3 separate regions of the Mus musculus genome follow, and regions 2 and 3 are each linked to region 1. The links are chromatin contacts, called in public Micro-C and promoter capture Hi-C maps. All regions are on one chromosome and are shown on one strand. Each heading gives the region's core, a stretch centred on a gene start, on an enhancer-like site or on the middle of the called end of the contact. The rest is flanking DNA. Distances are from core to core; before and after follow the strand shown.

Evidence for each region. Promoter capture Hi-C pulls out the DNA fragments that hold promoters and counts their contacts. A called contact is a pair of places that touch in the nucleus more often than the background predicts.
Region 2: a promoter capture Hi-C map of neural stem cells shows a contact between it and region 1. The contact joins the promoter of Ube2d1 here to the promoter of Phyhipl in region 1. A contact is called at or near these places in 1 of 39 promoter capture datasets (neural stem cells) and 1 of 115 datasets of contacts at active chromatin or transcription factors (embryonic stem cells).
Region 3: a Micro-C map of embryonic stem cells shows a contact between it and region 1, with 3 times the contacts expected there. The contact joins the promoter of Cisd1 here to the promoter of Phyhipl in region 1. A contact is called at or near these places in 1 of 39 promoter capture datasets (cranial neural crest) and 2 of 484 Hi-C or Micro-C datasets (both in embryonic stem cells).

The regions. Positions count from the first base shown.
Region 1 is chr10:70,597,644-70,602,221 of GRCm38.p6, forward strand. It overlaps Phyhipl (phytanoyl-CoA hydroxylase interacting protein-like), which reads right to left and starts at 1,648. Exons shown (of 5, transcript NM_178621.4): 1 at 1,362-1,648. The coding sequence starts at 1,464. It overlaps D630013N20Rik (RIKEN cDNA D630013N20 gene), which reads right to left. Exons shown (of 4, transcript NR_045292.1): 4 at 3,406-4,578.
Region 2 is chr10:71,282,282-71,286,641 of GRCm38.p6, forward strand. It overlaps Ube2d1 (ubiquitin-conjugating enzyme E2D 1), which reads right to left and starts at 2,981. Exons shown (of 7, transcript NM_145420.2): 1 at 2,820-2,981. The coding sequence starts at 2,843.
Region 3 is chr10:71,343,516-71,348,454 of GRCm38.p6, forward strand. Cisd1 (CDGSH iron sulfur domain 1) reads right to left here and starts at 1,334. Exons shown (of 3, transcript NM_134007.4): 1 at 1,209-1,334. The coding sequence starts at 1,239. It overlaps Ipmk (inositol polyphosphate multikinase), which reads left to right and starts at 4,248. Exons shown (of 6, transcript NM_027184.2): 1 at 4,248-4,575. The coding sequence starts at 4,437.

The DNA.
Region 1 (4,578 bases), core at 398-2,897:
AATCTTGGTTTTCTCTGAAACCAATCTGAGAAAATAAAAATAGCTGCAATTTACAAAGCTAATCTACCGACAAAGGAAATAAACAGTCTTTACAAGAATACTTAATTATTCAGACTACACCTCTTTCATAAGTTAAGGTTTGTTGTGTTCAAAGAGTTTGAATTTTCATTTAGAGATTATTAAAAATAAATTCACACTAACAATTAAAAATTATTAGTAAGCAGGACTTTAGTGCTCAGTCGACTTAAATGTCCATTTCAATGCCTTTAAAAAAAATCAAGATCTTTGTTTCCTATATGAGTTATCCTGCTACATTTAATGACCTTACCGTGCACCAATTAATAGCTCTCATAACTTTTCTTTTAAAATGTTCTATAGCTATTACTCATATACAGTTGAACATTTTCACTGATAATCGTATTTCCATGTCAACCGGTTTTATATGCAGAATTTAACAATTATTTGGCCAATCAGCAATCAGACGACTTCTTTACAAATGAAGTTTTATTCCAAATCACTGAAACAACTCTTATCCTCCAACTAGCCCAACACACCATTCTGTGCCCAACACTGATACTCTAACTAGCCCAACACACAGCGCCGTGCCCACACTGCAGAGTACTAGCTAGCTAGCACTTTAACACTCGGACCCTGTGATCAGTCATTTCCTTTTCGTAGACTGCCAACTTTAACAATAGAGTACTGACACATCAACACACAATGGTGTGTGCTGCACACACACCGAATCTCAGCAAACGTAGAGGAAGGACCAATATCCTGTTCGGATTTTTGACAGCCTCATAATCCCTGCCCAGAACCAAGAGCCTAGTGTCTGTCCTTGGTGCTGAAACGCAGCTTTTCTGTCCCCGACTAAAATACTAGGAGGCTCACCCCAGTTAGACAGACACTCCTGGGGTTCAGAGGTTTGCAAGAGAATGGGTAAGTTTTTGTTCAAGCCTATCCAGTCTAGCCTTCGCGGTGGCGGGTAAGTCCCTGGTCGGGAGACCCAAGATCTGCCTGCTGCAGAATAGGCAACACCGGGCCGCGGACCCGAGAGGCGCCCTCTCCACCGCGGAGCATTCTCCCGCGGATCCGAACGGTTCCTTTTCCCCAGTGGAGCCCTCTCCCGCGGACCCATTGGATCCCTCTCCCCCGGTAGCCTTCTCCCGCGGACCTGAGCGGCGCCCTCTCCTAAAGACCAGAGAGGCGCCCTCTTCCCCCAGCAGCCTTCTCCCGCGGACCCGAGAGGCGCCCTCTCCCTCCAGCAGCCTTCTCCCGCGGACCCGAGAGGCGCCCTCTCCCAGGGACCGGACACCTCCGCCCGCGTCCTTTTGTCTCCCGCCGGTGCCTCCGTTCCTCACCATCACGGTCGCACAGCTGGATGGCCTCCAGGCTGAGGTTCTTGATCTCCTCACACGGACTACTGGGGCTGCTGAGGGCATGGTCCAGGCGCGGCACCTCCATCTTCGCGACCCCGCGTCGAAGCCAGGCGCCAGCGGCCGGCGGGGCGAAGGGCGGGAAAGGCCTGAGAAGGCTGAGGACGAGGGCAACCTCCGGTCGGGAGTCGCGGCCGAGGCGGCGGCGGCGGTGGTGGTGGCGGCGGCGGCAGCGGCGGCAGAAGCTCCTTCGAGTGCGCGGCTCGTAGACTGAACGCCGGCCGGCGCGAGCGCGGGAAGAGCGCGCTCTCGCCTGAAGGGAGGGCCGCGCACGCTCACGGGGGCGGGGCTGGCGGTGGACGCGCCTACCTGCCTGCACCCGGGCCCCGCCCCTTTCCTACCTCTCGCAGACCCCGCCCCCTGCCTGCCGCCCGCCCTTGCGCACACGCGCACGGAGGACAGGGGTCCGGGGTCGCGCCTACCTGCCTGCACAGGGCCCCGCCCCTTTTTTACGGCACGCGGACCCCGCCCCCTACCTGCCGCGCGCGCGTACGCGCACGGACGCGGACGCGCCCTCCGCTCTCCTCTCTAGGGCTCCGCTCCCAGCCAGTGGCGCGCCCACGCTCTGACACGCCTCCATCGCTGCCCTTGTCCTGGGGCGCGCACCCGCAACCTACCTGCGGGCGCGTAGACCGTACCCCCCGGGGCGCCTGTCGCGCGCACGCGCATGCGCGCCCCACTGCTTCCCTGCGCATCCCGACCCCGCCTGCCGCGCGCACGCGCCCTCGCTTGGCTCTCCCGCGCGCCTTCTCCCGCTGGAAGCGAAGGAGGATGGAGCGCGCGAGGAGCGCGGGCTGTGGCAAGCTGCTCGGCGCGTCGCGCTCGCCCGGCGATGGCGGCTAGGCTCTTTTCACAATGCCAGGTAGAGCCGGACGGCCACCCCGGGCTGCGGCGAGGCGAGCGCGCGCCTGTTGCTTGTTGAACACACATTGGGAAACTGAGGCCCGAGCCGCCTAGGGTTCCCGGTCCCCGCTCTGCGCGCCCAGCCGCCGTTCCTCACCAGGCCCCGCAGTGAGCAATGAGCGGCCACCTGAGGACTGCACCGGGCAGCGAGCGCGAACTCAGGTCGGTGCTGCGGGACAGGTGAGGCTACACAGGATGCTGGCGGCTGGCTGCTGAGGAGGCAGCTTCCGGGTGACAGCCACTTGTCAGCTTGCCTCCTCACCCACTCAGCTAACAAACAAGTCTTCAGTGCTCTCCCTGGGCCCGGCATTGTTCTGACTGAAAAATACAGGCTGAAACACATCACCTGTTCTTTGTTACCCTAGAAAATGAAAGGGGGACCTGTGGTCTTCCAGTGATGGCCATATTTGCACGCCCCATTGCTTTCAGGAGCACCTAAGATATTTCAGTGCACTCTGATGGTGCAAAGGTTTTAAAAATAAAGCCTATATAGATGACAGCCTGTTGGCCTCTGTTCTCATTTACTGATTCGGAATGTTATTTTGTTTTTCTTGGTATCACGGGATCAAAAGAAGCCCCTCTCCCCCTTGTATTATTTATAGTTATTGGTAATAATTTATGTTCCATGTTTACTCATTTTCCAATTTCAAACATTGATATTCACCAATAAAAACAATTTACATATAGATTACTATATGCTGCCTTTTCTAGTCACATCCATTTAGCCATAAACAACTAAATCTAGTTAATTGATGTCTCATAAAATGGAAGGCCCCGCTTTAGATAAAATAAACCCGTGAGGAAATTTGGCACAATTGAAGGTTGATAAACATCCGTGTAAGGTAATTTGGTATCATTAAGTGAAATGTCCTCGTTATGAACTTCGGGATTAATGAGATGGACCTTTGTTTTGAGCTGGGAAAAACATTCCAGTATCAAGGTAGGAGATACCTTAAGGAGAGAGTAAATTACTGTTTGTCAAGAAAAATGGTGAATTTCTTATGTTCAAAAACCTAGATCAGCAGAACTAGATATTGACAGCCAAAGCACAGTGGGTTCATCTTTCAGAGAATTCTCAGATTTATAAATCACAAGAGGAGCTGCAAACTACAAAAATAGCTTACCCACAATTGAAAGATATAATATGTATACATTAGAACTTTAATTCACACAAATATTACAAGTGTATCAGGACAATATACCAGGTGCCGAGAATATATATCCCAGTTGGGGTCCACATTCAGTCAACTGTGAGCAGGACATCATAGGCAAAGAAAAAGTATTAATTACTTTTCCACTACTATTACCGAATTGCTAACATGTCTGAGAAGTGAAAAGGTTTCCTTTGGTTCAGTTTTGATATAGTCAGTCTATCTTAATGAGGAAAGCCATGTTCACAAATGGCAGATGAGAAAGTGTATATAGTGGCAGGAAGCTGTCAAGGATAATACACTCCCAAGGACCTGGCCCAATGACCCACTTCTTCATCCAGGTCTCCATTTTCCAGATCTCCATTTTCAAGTTCTCCAGTCTCCCCAATAGCATCAACTAGACCGAGATCAATTAGACTGAGAACCTGAGGCAGAGATTTCAGATTCAAACCATAACAGGGAAAGCAGGAGTTCCTGTTCCTGCTAAAAGTTCCTCAGTACTAAAAATGCAGCTGGATCAATATCCAATAGAATGGCCATGGACCATATTAAGAGCAAGGTGTCTTTAGCAAACACTATGATATTTACTTTCTGGGCCGGAAATATTCAAACTACCAAAGACGTGCTACTCTTCAGTCAAAAAAGCCACCAGGCTGAACTGAAAACAAACAAACAAAAACAAATACACAGGCAAAGATTGTAGTCACCATCTTAAAGCAAACTACTAGAAACAACCAGAAGAAAGGAGTGTCATTATAGACATTATAGAAGTAGAAGGCTTCATTCTATTCCAAATCCTTTGGTATGACCCTCAAGCTCATGGAACCTCTTTCTTTTTTTTAAAATTATTTTATTTACTTATTTATTTTATATTCCAATATCAGCCCCCTTAAGTCCTGCCTCACAGCTCCTCTCCTCACTCCTCCCAAGAAAGGGGAACCCCTGGGTATCACCCCTCTCCTCCCTGCATATCAGTCACTGCAGGACTAGGTGTATCCTCTCTCACTGAGGCTAAACGTGGAAGCCCAGTTAGGGGAAGATGATCCACAGGCAGGCAACAGATTCAGGGGCAGCCCCTGCTCCAATTA
Region 2 (4,360 bases), core at 1,731-4,230, 690 kb after region 1:
GATCTATTTGAAGCGCCTATGTCCACACGCTTTGTAGAAAGACAGTTTTAATCCAACATCATCTTTGTTCTTTTCATAGGTGGAGAAATGAGAAGCTGTGACCATTATTCTCAAATGTGCCAAATCACTTCTCAAGAGATTAAGCCTGGGAAAAACTCGTCCCAACTCCCGCCTCAGGTTCCCTCTTTGAATAAAGAGAACAGAGGAGAACATCAGGGCTTTTGACCTTTCCATGTTAACCCCACCTCAACCTGGAGGTTCAGCATCTTTCCACTGGCAGCCCTGGGCTCTGCTGTGACTCTGCTCCCTGCCCTAGGGACTGTCTCTTTGCCTGCACTCTTGGCTACACCACTGCAAACCTGGAGTTCTATGAGCTTTGAGGCCTGATACTTTAGGTAAAGAAATAGCACTGCCCAATGGCCTGAAGTTTTCTGATTGCTTTAAAAGATACTCAAAAGAAGAAGATGGAGGAGGAAGAAGAGGAGGAGGGGGGTAGGGGCTTGAGAAATGGCTCAGCAGTGAAGAACATTTATTACTCCTCCAGAGGACCCAAGTTCAATTCCCAGCACTCACACTAGACAGCTCACATCACATCCGCCAATGGCTCTGGCATCAGGATACCTGATTGTCCTCTCTTCCTTCTTCTAGCCTCTGTGGCCACCCTCACACATGTGGCACGTACTCACAGATACGCACACTAAAAATAAATCTTTTTTTTTTTTAAGGCCAAAGGTGAGCATTGAACTCAACATTTGAACGTGATTCAAATGAGAATCTGAACACAGGATGTCAGAGGGCACTGTAGCTGCCCCCGGTGCAGCCTGTCCACCCTAGACTTGGTTCTAAGCAAGATGACAGGCAAGGAAGGAAGAAAACGGGAGAATCAGCTGGTGGGGGGTGGGGGGGAAGGGGTGGCTGGCTTGTATGACTGATGTGATTTGTGGCAGTCAATGACAGGACTATAGGATCATGTGACCTCTGGTGTCTTCTCCAAAATACCAGTTTGTCACAGATTCCCCATCAGCTGTATTTAAGGTTATCTTCATACTAGACAACTCTGTTTAACACACAGTATCTACTAAACAAAAGAAAGGAAGGAAGGAAGAGAGAAAGAAGATGTGGAAATTTGCCATATTAACATAAGTCAAATACACAGGCTTAGCATGAGCAACAAGATGCATCAAGCCTACACATAAAATAATGTCTTATTTCTCTGGATGGATATATACTATAGATAACTCCTTTGGTATCTAAGAGCTACTGTGTGTGTGTGAGAGAGAGAGAGAAAGAGAGAGAGACAGACAGACAGACAGAGACAGAGAGAGACAGAGAGAGAGAAGAGGAGTGCAAAGCCACATGGAAATGCTTCACCATCATGAAAGGAAGCAAAGTTTGAAAACTTCCAAATGGGAACCAACAGTAGATTGGTCGGCGTTCAGAAATCGGCACGGTAATGACGATTGCAGCTTCAAAATTAAGCTTGTTTATATGGTTAAAAATAAAGTGCCACCGTGTTATCTTCAAACGAGAAAACGTCATTATTTAATAAACGCTGATCTTAACATTTTATACCGAGTTGACCTTCAGCGGCACAAAGAACAGCGATGATCTACACAGCTAAGGTTTATTAAAAAAAAAAAAAAAAAACAAAAACAAAACAAAAACAAAAACAAATAAACAAAAAACAAACGAAAATTTGGCTGCGGGTAAAAGTTGCTGTCCTCAGTACCGAAAGATGCCTGTTTCCTACCACTCTAACTCAGAACATTTTCAGTCAAGTGTAGCTGGAAAGGTTGATAAAACGTTTGGGGAGCCAACCATTTCTTGTGAAATCAATTACCAAACACATTATCCACTGTTGGCGCATTTGCTTCTAAAGCGATCCCAAACACCACGTTCCCAGCAGCAAGGACTACCGCTGTAAAATGTTAAAAGATACTTGAGATAGGGGACAGGCCAACAAGAGAAGTGGGTGCGGTAAAGAATACAAAGAGAGGGTTGGAACCGATCCTATGTAAGGACTGACTGTCCCTTCGATTGTCTTCCTCATTCTCTATTCACACATCAAAGCATCCAAACAATTTAATTTGTGGTCCTTAGTGTTGTGTCTTCAACTCTACATCTAAGTTTATCGTGAGGGTGTGAAGAAAAAAATACAAAACAAAACCAACAACCTGCTTAGCTTACCTAGCCATGAATCACAGCCAGGAGCTCATCTTGCTGTGTATCAGCAACTATGTTCTCAGTACAGCTATGTGACCTGAAGTGGCAGCTGCGTGCAGAACCACCAAAATAGCAGGGGCAAGAGCTCTCTGCTGGCTCCTCGGCCCCAATCTCGCGTTCCCAGCCCTTTCCTCCCACTGAGCACCAGCCGACTGCAGAGCCCAGAAAGACCCAGCCCCACGCTCTGAGAATAAAGGCCGTAGGCCCACCACACCTTCCCTGCCCTCTCGGGGAACCCGGGGTGCGAACACAGCAAGGAGGGCTCCGGGGACATTGTGAGGACGCACAGCGGGATAGGGGACGAAGGCCGCCCGTTGCAGAGCAAGCCCCGGCCCAGCGGGGATGCACACACCCCGGGACAATCTGGCCACCCCACGGGCACCCGCACCCGAGGTTCTAGGCTCATCCTGGAAAGGGCACGACCGGATCGGGTCGCCCCGAGGTTCCAAGTACCCAGACCTTGCGGATGCACGCCTCACCTGTGCGGGCCGATCCGTACCCCGGCCTCCCCAGTGTCCGCGCCCCTCCCACACCGTGCGCCCCGGGTTCCTGGGGACATCTTGGGGACACCCAGGCCGGTTCTGGCAGCCACTCACTTTCTGGATCCGCTTCAGCGCCATGGGGCAGGCGGCGGGGGCTGCGGAGTGTCCGCGTGTCCCGGGCTGCCGCCTCGCAGGGCTGCTCCGTGTGCGCCCGGGCGCGGTGCGCGAGTGTGCGGGCGGCGGCGCCGGACTCTTTTGTTTCCGCCTTCGCTTGCTGGGAAGGAGCCTGCGCCCTCCCCGCCGCGCCCCGCCCGCCTGGCACACTGGGAAGTGTAGTCCCAGGCTCGGCCTCTGCCGCCCGCGCGGACGTCGTCCGGTCACCCGTGGGTGACAGCTGCGACCAGGCTGCTGCCGCTCCCTGCAGCCGCTCTGCAGAGCAAGGTCTCGAATCTGCAAAAACCCAGACAGCAGGTGAGCTGTCGCTCCTAGGAGCTGCTGTGAACCACGGCTCGCTCCTCCTCGCACAGACCCTGCGGCGGATCTTAACTTCCTTTGCAGATAATTCTGACTCTTCCCCGCTCGCCCCTGAGGGCGTGAGGAGTCTTCGTCAATTGTACTCCACCTTTCTTTCTTTCTTTCTTTCTTTCTTTCTTTCTTTCTTTCTTTCTTTCTTTCTTTCTTTCTTTCTTTCTTTCTTTCTTTCTTTCTTTCTTTCTTTCTTTCTTTCTTCCTTCCTTCCTTCCTTCCTTCCTTCCTTTCTTTCTTTCTTTTTTTTTTTTTGAAACAGGGTTTTCCTTTATGTCTTTTTGTCTCCACCTCCCAAAAACGGGATTGAAGACAGCTTTCCACACACCCAACCGTTACGTGGTCTCTGGCATCCGAACTCAGGTCCTCAGGCTTTGCGGCAAGCAGTTTACCCACTGAGGTGTCCTCCAGCCCCTTCTCAGTTCTTGTGATCTCAGATCTTGCTTGTCCTTTCAACCATGACTTCTTGGCTTGGCACCTGCAGGTCAGTCTTGGATTTCTGACGGCGTTGGTCAGTCTTAGGTTTCTGATGACTAAAGTCAATCCATTCCTTATCTAAAATGGTTTTGAATCCCATATTGCTTCTCAAAACACTCAACGCTCACTGTCGCGGCTTCCACAGTGTCTCTGCAGCTGGATCAGCCACATCTGGGAAGTTCTCTTCTCCGCCTTTGCAGTGGTCCACAGAAGACCAGCCCCACGCCCTCTGCAGAAACTAGAGATGGGTTGCGGCCCAGAAAGCTTCGAGGGACTGTGCTTTGCAGAGGTCCCCTCAAGCAGTCCTGCTCTGTCTGCATATTGGTCTACTTTCCTGTCCATCCGCCCCCCCTCCCCTTGTGTGTGTGTGTGTGTGTTTGTGAAATTATTTCCCAGGAGCTGTACTCCTTGTTTTTTGAGACAGAGTCTCTCACAGGGACCTGGAGCTCACCTATTGGGCTAACCTGGCCAGGTATCTGCTGTCTTTACCTGCTCAGCACTGATTTTACACACAAGCCCCACCATGCCTACATTTATGCTTGCTTGTCAACACTTTATAGACATTGTCTTCCCACTTATTATTATTATTAATTATTATTACTGCTTTATCTCACCCCAAAAGAAGAGTGGCATTAATGCAATTCATCTTTTTA
Region 3 (4,939 bases), core at 84-2,583, 750 kb after region 1:
CTATAGAGATCATGTCTCAAAAAGACAAACAAAACAGATTTTTAAAAACCACGAAGAAAACTTAAGTTCACCAAAGTGGATGCATTTAAAGGAGTCCCCAAATGGCTACCCTTTAAAATAAAGTTTGCAGAGAATCATTTCTTTTTGTCTGTAGTATTTTTAAACTATCTGCATGGGCTTTAGCATGATGGCTCAGTGGGAAAAGGTGCCTGCTGTCAAGATGGATGACCTGGGTTTGATCCCTGGGACTCACAGGGTGGAAGAGAATCCGCTCCTACAAGTTATCTATTCACTTCCACACAAGCCATGGCACTAGGTACAGACACACTCACACAAATAAATGTTAAGAAAATAAAATAAAAAACTTGTTCTCCCTATCTGCCCAGTCAGTTTCGTCGATATTAAGTAGAACTTTCCAGTATATAGAACCAACCTACTACAAAACTAAGGTCCCACTTCCCCAGTCAGTCACCCTGTGGGCAACCAGGCTAGAGAGGCACGGTTCACCCCCCAAAACCCCCGTCCTTCCTGACACCCTGACGTTGGGGACTGGTCACGTTAGGGATAGTTACAGAACCGAGCAGTATAGACGATCCCTATTTGCTGAATGAATCAGTGGGGCTCACTGTAATTTAATTTTTTTACTTTTACTCAACTAAAGGTTAGAAGTAACCAAACCCTGGGGTGTGGCGTTTTTATATCGGGGCAGTCAGTCACGCATATCGCACAGGTTGTAGTAATTTTAACAGTTGATCACCAGGGACTTTACACTAGCCAAGTTTCACAAATTCAATTCTAGTCAGATTTCTACAAACTTCTGTTTTCAACGCTAGGGAAAAAGGCCATTTTCAGTGGTTTCTCAGACCACTGTCACCAGCGGCCGGATGCAAAGTACGAAAGAAACTTGGAAATTGAAGACCTTGGATTGGGTTTCTTTACCTAGAATTACAAAGCCAGCAAAAGCAAAACACCTACGACGTGACCAGTCCCCGGTGTCAGGGTCTCAGGAAGCGCAGGAGCGTTTTGGGGTGGACTGCGCCCCGCTATCTTGGTTGCTCACAGCGTGGCTGGCCCGGGAAGTGGTCCAGGGCCGGGATGCCGGCCCGCACCAGCATCCCCCGAGCGCTCCGCAGGCCTGCGCCTGCCCTTGTGCTGGTCAAGGTGACAGTCCGGATAAGGGTGGCGGGGACCGGCCGCGGGCGGCTCACCTCGCACAGCGGAGTTGGAGCTGAGGCCCATGGCGCGGGCAGCAGGAAGGCCGTGGCAGGACCGCGCGAGCGAGCGCTGGGGACCGCGGAGACTTGGGCAAGACGCGACCTCGGGGCCCACTCACTGCCACTGCGCAGGCGCCGCGGCAAGCTGGGAGCGCGTGTGCCGGCGCGCCGGTAGAGTCGCGCATGCGCAGCTGGTCCAACCCGGCAGACGGGTGAGGATTTGACAACCGCGGGATAGCCTTAGGCGCCAAGGCGGTGACTGCGTCTGCGCCGCCCGGGCGAGCCTATCCAGGCCGGGTTTTACCGTCGGTCCAGTTGAGAGCGTTTCAGGTGACTCAGGACAAGTACCTGCAGGACTGTCGGCCGATGGCCTGCCGATCCTTTGACTTTTGGTAATAAGTTACACAAGGTGTGGCCAGCTCAGCTGTGGGTCCTGCAAATCTGACCAGCTCCACTGTGGGTCCCGCAAAGACAGATTTTGCCTTAGGATGCCAGTGCAGGCACACGGGCATCGATGGAGCTGTGTCTAGAGCTTCCTCTAGCCACATTGGGCCTCCATCCCTTCAGCCTCTGACCCTGCCACTCATGCATCCAGAAAGTCCCAGAAAGACAAAAACAAAAACAACTTGCTTCGGCTGGTGAAGCAGCTCAGCGGCTCTCTGCTTTCACAACGGTATGGTGTTTGCCCAACATGCACAACACTCTGCCTTCAATTCCCAGCATTGCCATGAATAAATAAACATAAGTAGACTGTCCACTTAGAAAAACGATTTAGAAGGCTGCAGTGGCTTAGATGCCTAGGACCAGCTTCTGCATGGAGAGGGGTTCTGAGAGAAGGGGTGCCTGGGAGCGGCGAAAACAAACGACTTGGGTCCAAGCTGGCGGCCTTGGTTCTGCTAAGATGGCTTTCCAAATTGCCCGCCCTCTTTCCCTCCTTCAGTCTGTCTCTCTCTCTTTTTCTCTCTGTGTTCTGCTCTGATGTAGACAGATTTTCTTGCTATTTTACAAATTCTGATTGAGATAGCTTTCTCTGCTAGTAAAACTAGAAGCTATCAGGAAAAACTGCTACAAAAAATTATTGGATCTTCAAACCAAGTCGGAAATTCTCTCAAGAAAATATTCTTGAAGAGCTGTTTTCGATCTCCAGAGATCTCCATACAGCTCTGCTCTCCTTAGAGGAAATTCTATTTTTTTTTTTTCTTTTGGTTTTTTGAGACAGGGTTTCTCTGTATAGCCCTGGCTGTCCTGGCACTCACTTTGTAGACCAGGCTGGCCTCGAACTCAGAAATCCGCCTGCCTCTGCCTCCCAAGTGCTGGGATTAAAGGCGTGCGCCACCACGCCCCGCTTAGAGGAAATTCTAAAGAACTGTTATTGCTGTCTGCTAGCTCAAAAGTCCTGGTTTGTTTTTTTTTTTTTTTTCATTTTTCTTTTTAAATTTACACCTCAATTCAATTATTTATTCCAGGTTCTCTTTTGATTATCCTATGAATCAGCATCCCCTGACCCCACCCCTTTGATTCTTAGGAAAACAGCAAGCACATGTTTTCTTTTAACATTGCAAAAGAATTCCGAGATCTGCCTGCTGTGTTACACACGGTTGCTAAGCTAGCTGGGTGGGATCAGCTAGCTGGGTGGATCTCCTGAAAAGACCATTTCTACCTGAGCTTGGATTTGCTGTGCCCCAGGCTGAACTTGAACTCAGGAATCTGCCTGTCTTTGTATCTTTCTGACAAGCTGGCTCATTAGTGCAGTTGTCTTTGCTCCTTTAGAGTCCTGAAGCCCCTCATAATTCATATTGCATCCTGAAGGTCCTGGGTTTACCATTTTGCTGAAACATTAGCCACACCTTTGCCTCCTGTAATACTCATGCTGTCTTAGATTATCATGGAGTCATTATCCTTAAGAGAGAGGACATTCCCTGAAGGGATGTGAAAACATGTACATTATTTATTACACAAACAAGCCTTATGCCCACAGAAGACACTGGACACTTTCCACGAAGGGCTCAGCAACATCTGGAGGCTCACACCAGGGCCCTGTACCAGCAGCAGGAACTGTGTTACTCTGTTTCCACCAGAGTTTGGCACTTAAGAGATTCAGCCTTGGGGCTGAAGAGATGGCTCAGCAGTTAGGAGCACACTGCCTGCTCTTCCGGAGGTCATGAGTTTAATTCCCAGCAACCACATAATGCTCACAGCTATCTGTAAAGGGATCCGATGCCCTCTTCTGGTGTCTGAAGACAGTGGCAGTGTACTGAGTACTCACAGACAATAAATAAATAAATAAATCTTTAAAAAAAGCATTATTAAAAAATTTTTTTAAAGGAGATTAAAAGCAATATATCTTTTGCATAGGACCTAAGTTTGATTCCCTGCGTCCTCATCGGTGTGCCCATAATGCCCGTTACTCCAGTTCCAAGAAACCCCACTCGTTTGGCTTCCCTGAGCACAATTAACAAGCTTAAGAAAAAAAAAAATGAATTAAGATGACTGTCAATGTCTAACACATAAACTTGTCATGAGTACTCTGAGGTAGTGGTCGGGCAGGGTGCCAACTGGAAGGTGTGAGAAGAGACATCTTCAGTCAGGATGCTTCTGTCTCTTTGATCTGAAAGGGCAGGGCGTTGTGGGAGGTCTGCCCCTAACCAGTCACCTCTCTGGGTTGCTCTGCTGCGGGTCTCCTAGGTCTAATGAGTTTTTCACATAGGGACTCCGGACGCCAGTTCGCTCCCTGAAGTGCTTGCTGGTAATGATGCAAGCAGGGGCATTTGAGACAAGTCCCATCCTGCGGCCTCTGAGCATGCTCAGTGCAGGTCGGCAGCGGGCTGGGACTCTAGACCCGCTCAGTTTGGCGCTGGTCTACCTTCTGGACGTGTTCCGTGGAAGGGGTGAGCAGGTCTGGTCCGGTAGCTTCTGCGCATGATCAGTGTGGAGCTGGCCCCGATCCAGTAGGGTAGCCTCTGGGCATGCTCGGCACCGCTGGGCGGGATCCTGGCGAGTAGCTGTTGCGCATGCTCAGAGTGGAGCTCGCCCGGCCGGAGCGCACAGGGGGCGGGCAGAGGCGGGGCCGCGGCGCCCTTATCCCGGGCGCGGGCGGCCGGGGTTCAGAGTGCGGGCCGCGGAGCGGGCAGCGCGGTCTCGGCATGGGTCCGCGCGCTGGGCCTGCGCGGGCGATGCCGCCCCGGTCCTCCCTGACGCCTGACGCCGAGTGTCGCCGCCCCGATGGCCGCCGAGCCCCCAGCGCTGCGCCTGCGGCCGCCGGGAAGCACCGGAGACAGCCCGCCGGTGCCGCGCCTGCTCGGAGGCTGCGTGCCGCTGTCGCATCAGGTGGCTGGCCACATGTACGGCAAGGACAAAGTGGGTGAGTGCGGCCTCGGGTCCCCTACCCCAGTCCTCTCTGTGCTCTGTCCCGGCAGTCCCCGGCCTCCGCCGTGCCTTGCTCTGGCAGTCCCCGGCCTCCGCTGTCCCCAGCCTCGGTGGTGTTGTGGGTTTAGCCGTCGCCACCCCTACAGTCACTGGTCCCCACTCTCCCCACCCCGGCATTCTCAGGCCTCCGGGTCACTGTCTTAGCTGTCCCCAGCTCTTCTGTCCCCACCCTGGCGTTCCCTGGCCTCCCATCCCGGTCACAGCTGTCTACGACTCTTCTGGTCCCCACACGGCAGTCCCCGGCCCCAGGCGTCCCGCAGCCTAGAGTCACCGGCTCCCGTTGTCCCGAGTGTCCCCTG